Linked DNA regions of Mus musculus: region 1 is linked to region 2. The links are chromatin contacts, called in public Micro-C maps. All regions are on one chromosome and are shown on one strand. Each heading gives the region's core, a stretch centred on a gene start, on an enhancer-like site or on the middle of the called end of the contact. The rest is flanking DNA. Distances are from core to core; before and after follow the strand shown. Region 1 overlaps Gm51762 (a long non-coding RNA gene). Region 2 holds the start of Arg1 (arginase, liver).

Region 1 (3,839 bases), core at 1,067-3,566, 200 kb before region 2:
TGGAAGAGTTCATAATTATTTTTTATAACTACCTACAACCTTGCACAAATAAAAATATGTCATTATAATCAACACTACCCATTTCTGTGCTCACTTCCTATTATAACAAATATGAATATTTCCCAAGAAACAAAAACAAACAAACAAAAACCCCACAGAGAAATGGGCAAGTTTTGAAATAATTAAGTTTATCTTCTTTAAAAGGTAGCGGTGCAATTTTCTTTACCTTATTTATGTGGGGTTAATTACTTTAGAGGTCTCAAAATGTAAGATCTTTAGACTTGTAATTTCTTAAGGACAGCTGAAAATAAAAACCATGATATTCCTGCTGCTTATACACATCAAGTGCCTTGAGAGTCTTTGTTTCATATGTATTCAAATAAAGACTTCAGTGTGGGGAAACATTGTGACTATAATATAAAGTTTCTTTGTATAGTAACAAATAATTGTTTCTATTTGTTGTTATGATTTTCACAATAAAGGACCGTTTTCTAGGATGCCTCAATAAATTTACTGCCCACATTATAGCATCAATCCTGAAGGAGAAACAACAAGCCTGCTTTATTCAATTTTGTGCAATAGACTACAATAAACCCAGAGAGTGTATACTGCATTAAACAAGAACAATATGACTCAAAATCGCAACTCTACTGTCAAGGTCAACAGTCATTTGCAGAGGAAATATCTGCTGAGAAATTGAACCATGGATATTCTGTTGTTTTTACAACTAAAGTCAATCTTTTGGTTTTATTTGACTATCAAGAAGTGATATCAGACAAAGTTTGAGTAACTGAAAATTCATTTCGGGCCTAAAGACCTGGGAAGAGGGTGACAGGACAAGAAGAGACAGCCCCAGGAAGAAGACCTGTTGCCTTCGGAAATCACACCCAGTTATTTCCATCTTGTAGCAAAAGATGCTCTTAGGATGCCAAAAGCATTCACAATTGACTTTGCCTTCTCCCACTCTCCCACTTAAACTTGGAGCCATCTTATGTGGGAAGGAAATCTATCAATGACCTGATATGAACTCATAATTCCTCATCTTCAACATGAACAAGGCCAGTCAGAGACATGAAATAGAGGATTCCAGAGTCACTTGGGCAGCACCGGTCTATCTCTAGAATTCCTGAGGAAGGTGGGAACGGAGCTAGCAGGGAAGAGGAAAAGGAAGTACTGACGGTCACTGAGGACCCCAGGGAGAATGTGCTCACTGCCCTAACCTTTGACCTCCTCGAACCTCTCAGCTGACAACAGAGACAATAGACTTATGTTTGAAACAAAGGGCTTCCTGATGTAGTTTTGTGAGCTACCTCAGTGTTATTCTTTTGTGTGCTTCTCCAAGGTTGATCAGGGCAGTTTCTAGTCCTTAAGCATGCCACAGATTTTGAAAACCACTAAACTGAACAACAGCAAAGGGCTTGTCAAAGTCATGTTTACCAGAGATGTGACGACTCTGATGGCTTCAGCACAAGATGCGGGTGTCCTCCAAGAAGTGTCCTTGGAAATCAGTCCCAGAATATGCAGTTTGGCAATAATGACATCAGGCAAAAATGAAACATTAAAGATTTAGTTTTAATTAAAATATTTTAAGACAGAATAACCGGTTTTGGTCAGAAATTAACAACTGAGAACAGAATGAGGCTTAAATAGCAAAGAGAGATGGAGGGACTGAGTCCTCTGCCTTCTATAACCCAGAACTTGGGAACATTCCAGTCAGTGTTTTTAATGTTGTGAACAGGGGGAGGTCAGTAAGCAAAAGTGCTCTGAACTTTACATTCATCTTTCCCCCAACAACCCTTAATTGCAAGTCTTCAGCACCACCTCTAAATTCCTAGGAAAAACATGACTTCCCCAGGAAATCTCCCTTCCTTGAGGAGGTATCCTTTCCATCAAGCTTGGCGTGCAGAGAAATCTGCCTCATGCCTTTTTCTTCTCTACCCACTCCCAAGGATCAGCCAGTATTCCAGCTGGAATCCTGTCGCTCCTGGGGGGCAATCTCAGATAAAACAGACTTAGGAGCCTAGAATTACCCAGAATTGGTGAGGCGGTCGAGGTGGTGGTGAATGAAGCAGTGATCTGAAGTTCAACAGTAGGAGAGTGTGTGACAAAAGTCTTCCTAGGGTGACACAGCATACACATGCACTCAACCCAGAGAGAGCCAAGGACAGATCACAGTATGGATACCAGTGAAGTTCAACTTGATGAATCATGAGTTTTAGTGGGGTTACTTACAGAAGCAGAAATGACTCAAAGACAGCTGCATTACCCAAATCCACGCCAGCAGTGGGGGACAGCTCACGAAGCTGGGAGCCTGGAGCACACTGCACAGCCTGTGGGTTTCCACGTTTTCCACGCAGCTGGTCTGGACTCAGAGTCTTCTGCTTAAGGAGTTTCTTTGCAGATTGGAATGTTTCAGTTTCCGAGAAAACTGTTGCACAATAGAGGGGTAACAGGAAGAGCCACTGAGGGGAGATGGGATTAGCCAACTCCTGAGGCTTTTCTCAGAATAGGGCTAGACAGTGGAAATTTGTTGACTGAAGAAATTTTATTAGACGTTTGCTTGTGTTCTGGCGTCTCTGTCAGAGAAGCCATAAAAGTTGAGATGGGAGCTGGACGGATGACTTAGTGGCTAAAAGTGCTTCTTGTTCTTCTAGAGACCCGAGTCTAGTTCTTAGCTCCTAACTACCTGTAACTTCAGTTCCAGGGTATCTGACCTTCTTCTGGTCTCTGTAGGTGTCCCCACACCCTCCACGATATTCCTTATAATTTATAAGATGAGATGACTCATTTCACGTTGCTTTTGAAAATGTTTTCTTCTGAGACAGTTATTAGACCTTTCTTTAGTTTTTGACAGTTGGACCACTGCTTCATTTCATAGTTGGCTTGTGTGATGGTGCCTTTATCATCAACTAGAGAACAAGTGTGTAGTGTCGAGAGTGGAAGCAAACACTCCCCCTGGAATTGCAGTGGTGGAGTGGAGGACTAGCTGGGAGGGTGGGGGCTGGAGTTTGAGGAGCCCCAGAAATGCCTTGGTCAGTGTCTTTGGGGGTGAGAAAAGGTTAGACGTTGTTCTGTGGAGGCAGCAAAGACTCGTGGGTAGCAGGAACAGGAGATAGAGTCCTCCTCCAGGCTTCCCCTGACTGCCTTTTCTCTACGTTCCAAGCTCTGAGAAGGCAAAGAGAAGAAAACATCATAGATGGGCTCATTTGAATCCTGGGACATGGATGGAAGGAGCCTTAGAAAGCTTCACTCAGAGAAAAGTCTGAGACCTTTTGTTTCCAAATCACATTATTTCAGATACTGGGAGTCGTGGCTCTGAGATAACCGTGCATCGCTTTCTGAATAGAAGTTCATTGCCCTTGGAAAAGCTCTTAACCAAACCTGATTTGATTTTTGTACATGTCCCCTCTGTTCTTTTCACTTCCCAGAAAGCAATTTCAGAGGTAAATAGTTATCTGCCAGATCCACTAGATTTAACAAATGTAGCATAATTCTATAATTCTCTGTGATTTCCCAATTACTCTTTAGCTGCCGCTTCAAATTGCTGAAGGAGCGTATTTACTTATGAATTTAACTTGTTGATCTAAATTCTAGGCAACTTAGTTTCCAAATAAATTGACATTTATAATCATTTAGAGCAATATTGCAAGATGTAAGGCAAATATTTATTCTGGGAATAAGTACTTCAAGCTCATGGGTTTATTCCAATTTCCTGCCTTCTCATTACTTTTTCGGGTTATTTTCTTCTGTTAGCTTTCACATTCTTACATAATCCTTAGGGAAACTAAATTTAAACATTTTTAATGGAAATTTCTAATATTTAGATAAATAAGTGTTAG
Region 2 (4,011 bases), core at 32-2,531:
AATAAGTCAATGTTTATTTTGTACTGAACGATTCTATGTACTGATGGTAGAGGGAACAGAATCTTTCTTGAGGTATTAAAATTCTGGGTGCTTTTTGTCCTCACAAGGTTAAAGAAATTTACTTCTGACATGTGGGTTTTCTTTTTAAAATTATAATCATGTAACTTTGTAACTGGGAGAATACTTGGTTGTGTTTCTTCTAAATTAATACTTTTAAAAATATTTCTTTAGTGTTGGGGGTGGCTTTACACAGGGACCGGACCACATCACCCACGTGGAGGTCAGAGATCAACTTGGAGGAGTTGACTCTTTCCTTGCACCAAATGGGTTCTTCGGGTCAAACTCGGGTCATCGGGCTTGGTGTTACCGGCTGGCCTCTCTCATCTGCCCTAGATCTCAGGGGGCCCTGCTGACACTCTGCTGGTGTGTAGATTAGAATCGCGGCAGCTCGGCGGGTGCAGAATGCCCATTGCTCCGTTTCGATTCTTCTGCAACCTGTATGTGACTAGCAACCTCACCAAGCTGCAGTCTCTTCCTGGGCAAAACAGCATAAGAATGATTCTCAGTCTGAAGTTAGTTTAAAGAGGAAACAGGAAGCGAAAGAACATTAACTAGAATAGCACTTGGCACACGACAAAGACAACTCATATTAGCTAGTTTGCTTTCCCTATCTTGGGATATCATGATTCCAAAAATGAGATTTTCCTGGAGACTGTATTTCAAAAATAGAACTGCTTTGGGTTGTCAGGGAAATAAATGATGCCTTCCTGTAAATAATAATAATAATAACAACAACAACAATATAAAACAAAAACCAGCCCCATGCTTTCCTAGACAGTGTAACCTGGTGACACATGAAATGTGTCTCACTTTCCCCAGAACTTGAAGCCTTGACTCAGGATGCTCAACAGGAGGGAAGTAAGAGACACCCCCCCCACCCCCTCACCCCCCCCCCCCACTTGCTGTTTTAGCCTCACCTTGCAAGTCCCCAGTGGACTTAAATCCTGGAAAAGGTGAGCACCCTGCCCTGAGGTGCCCAGGCCGGAAGCCTAGCACTTCACATGAGGTTATGAAATCACACATAATTGTCAATTGTCTGAGGAGAGATTAATGTCATCCAGCTGGCTTTTTCAAAAGGGTGTGAACTGGACGGATGAATAATGCTCAGAGGGAAGAATGGTAGTTCCTCTGATGGGGAGGTTCTGTTGACTCTGTCATTCTTCCATTCGGTGGGCGGAGCCAGTTGTTGGATAAACAGATCCAACCTGATTATAAGGGGGGAAAAAGATGTGCCCTCTGTCTTTTAGGGTTACGGCCGGTGGAGAGGAGCTGGACAGCCCGAGCACATGCAGCAGCAGCAGCCGCTGGAACCCAGAGAGAGCATGAGCTCCAAGCCAAAGTCCTTAGAGATTATCGGAGCGCCTTTCTCAAAAGGACAGGTGAGTTTGGCTTTGAATGACTGGAATTTATTGGGAAGTGTTACATTTTAACACTTGCCAGGCATCGTGGTCTAGCTGCAAGCTGGAAATGTTACATTCTTAACACTTAACAGGCGTTGCCTTGGGGCTACAAGCTTCCCAGCACCATCTGGGCTCCAGGTGCTAGAGCTCAAGTCTCTTCACCACTGTGTGGCATAGTATGCTTGCCGACTTTTGGATCCTGCCAAAGTCCATTTCAAGACAAAGAGTCACTACAAAGCTTGAAGAAAAACCCTCTGGATGTAGATCACCTGTGTCTGGGCTGCAGTTTCTCTCATAGTTACGGTGGCTCTTGGTGCTTTTGATGTTTTCTGAGTATGGAGTGAGAGATTGTAAGAAAACACATTAGTCTGGTTACGTAATTCATGCTTAGAAAAATGTAATGGGTGGTGGTAGGTAGCCTTTAGGCTTGTTTTAATTTGGATAACTTAAATAATAGAGCTTTTGCAAGTTTGCGAAGAATTCATGGTATTTTGAGCTTAATGATTTTGAGTATTAGTTGGGGGGGGGAGATGGGGGGGGAGGTGGGGGGTTTACATCTCTCTTTAAGGAGAACAAATAAAACAATACATCAGGTCTGCACGACTAATGGATCCATAAATCTCTGCCTAGCCCGCCTAAGTGACTCACGCATGTCAGCACTGCCTAAATGCGCTCCTCATTCCCCGTCTGCGTGGATACGCTCAGGCTGCTAATTAGAATGAGATAGCAGGATGCCTTAGGCTCCAACTCTCTGTGTTTAAAAAGGACGGGGGGAATCCAAGCCAAGCAAGGTGGTGTGTGACTCCTGGGTCCTTTTGTTTTACGTGGGGTCTTTCTCTTGGCTTTTAGACTCAGGCAGCCTTTAGCCTTTTAAACTGTGGAACCTAAAGATATAATCTGCCCCCCGCCCCCCCCCACACACACACCCTCTTCACTATACAAATTGTGGAAGGTTGGAGACCCAGACTGTATTTGGTATCAGTAATAGCATTTCACCTTCTATGGAAAAATCTCCACAGAGCTCTCCCAGAACACTAGAATATGGGGGTATTTTGTTGATTCATGATGCCTTTAAAACCACAATATGGCCGGGCGTGGTGGCGCACGCCTTTAATCCTAGCACTCGGGAGGCAGAGGCAGGTGGATCTCTGAGTTCGAGGCCAGCCTGGTCTACAAAGTGAGTTCCAGGATACCCAGGGCTATACAGAGAAACCCTGTCTCGAAAAACCAAAACAAACAAACAAACAAAAAATCACAATATGGGTCTGGATAAGTGGCTCAGTGGTTAAGAGCACTTGCTCCTCTTTGAGAAGACAAGGGTTCAGTTCCCATCCCCCACACCAGACGGCTCACAGTTGCCCATAGCTCAAGTTCCAGAGAACTCAGCACCATGTTCTGCCTCCATGAGCCACCCCCACATGCACACACACATAATGAAGCAAACATTTAAAAAAAAATCCATAATATGCTTACCTGTTCTTTTGTTTTAAAATTTTTACTTTTCTTCTTAAGTGTGTGTGTGTGTGTTTATGTCTTCAAGATTCATATACATTCAGGCACTGGGCCATCTCACCAGCCCTTCATTTATCCTTGAAATGGTTTATAAAACAGACTTGAAAATGATGACAACAACAACAACAATTAAAAAAAAAAAAAGAGGGAGGGAACCCAGGAGGACAGCAGGAAGGAAACAGACTTTGGCCTCTGGGCATCAGCAGAGGCCACCATCATGGTCAAAGCCCTTTTAGGAGACTCTGTCTTCAAATGCCATCTGCTGCCCTCTCCCAGTCTCAGGCAAGCTCCTCTGACAGAGATTCCCCTTAGCTGTGGGCAGGAGCCTGGAGTTCATTGTGTCAAGCCTGTAAGAACAGCGGCATATTTTCCTGTAGGAAGCCATTTGGCAGAGGGTGAAACTGTCAACACATATACATAGTTGGCCTACCTAGGCCTACCTAAGTGTGGTAGAAGTTTGACACTCGGGCAAAAGGAAGAGTAGAGGGAAGACAAAAGTTTGAGTCTGAGAACAACCCCATTCTCTGCCTCACCTCATTTCGGGACACTAACTGCAAAGTGAGAGGCACTGTTTTCATCTTGTGGTTGACTTAGCCAAGGCGTAGAGAACTCTGCCCATTTACTCAGTCATGGACTCTTCACCGTGTGCTTGCTTCCAGGCAGGATTGTTTTATTCCAAAGCTTGTGCTCAGCTCTAGAGGAAATCTTTACCTGTGGCCAGTAAGGGGCTGGGCATGACACGTTAAATAGTCAGGGATGCTAAAAAAAGAAATTTACAAAGTGGGCAAAGAAACCAAGCAATGAGCATAGAGCAATCATAAGACATAGGTTTAATGAAAGAAATAAAATGGAATGCCAGACATGTCATCGTGAGGGGCGAGGCTGTGGTTGGTAGAGGTGATCCTCGGGTATGTGGTGAGTCTGAGGCTAGCCTGGGTATGTATTAATAAAACAAAATAAAACAAACCCTACATATTCCACTGATGAACGTACCAACAGTCACAGCGAACACAGTGCCAACTAAGAGGTCTATAGGATT

The links. A called contact is a pair of places that touch in the nucleus more often than the background predicts.
Region 1: a Micro-C map of macrophages shows a contact between it and region 2, with 8 times the contacts expected there. The contact joins the enhancer-like site here to the promoter of Arg1 in region 2. A contact is called at or near these places in 2 of 39 promoter capture datasets (3T3-L1-derived adipocytes and cranial neural crest), 2 of 484 Hi-C or Micro-C datasets (cranial neural crest and macrophages), 3 of 115 datasets of contacts at active chromatin or transcription factors (microglia, neural progenitor cells and stem cell-derived neural progenitor cells) and 2 of 9 other capture datasets (embryonic stem cells and liver).

What each region holds. Positions count from the first base shown.
Region 1 is chr10:25,127,113-25,130,951 of GRCm38.p6, reverse strand. It overlaps Gm51762 (a long non-coding RNA gene), which reads right to left. Exons shown (of 2, transcript XR_003948858.1): 2 at 1,552-3,165. Among named protein-coding and RNA genes, the nearest start is that of Gm36313, 25 kb to the left of the region's middle. Within about 2 kb of position 2,316, at least 64 of the 459 cell types and tissues checked have an H3K27ac peak or open chromatin away from gene starts, as enhancers often do. A contact at or near this core is called in macrophages, where this site is marked.
Region 2 is chr10:24,924,740-24,928,750 of GRCm38.p6, reverse strand. It overlaps Arg1 (arginase, liver), which reads left to right and starts at 1,281. Exons shown (of 8, transcript NM_007482.3): 1 at 1,281-1,439. The coding sequence starts at 1,383. It overlaps Gm40616 (a long non-coding RNA gene), which reads right to left. Exons shown (of 4, transcript XR_001779741.2): 2 at 2,934-4,011; 3 at 978-1,789.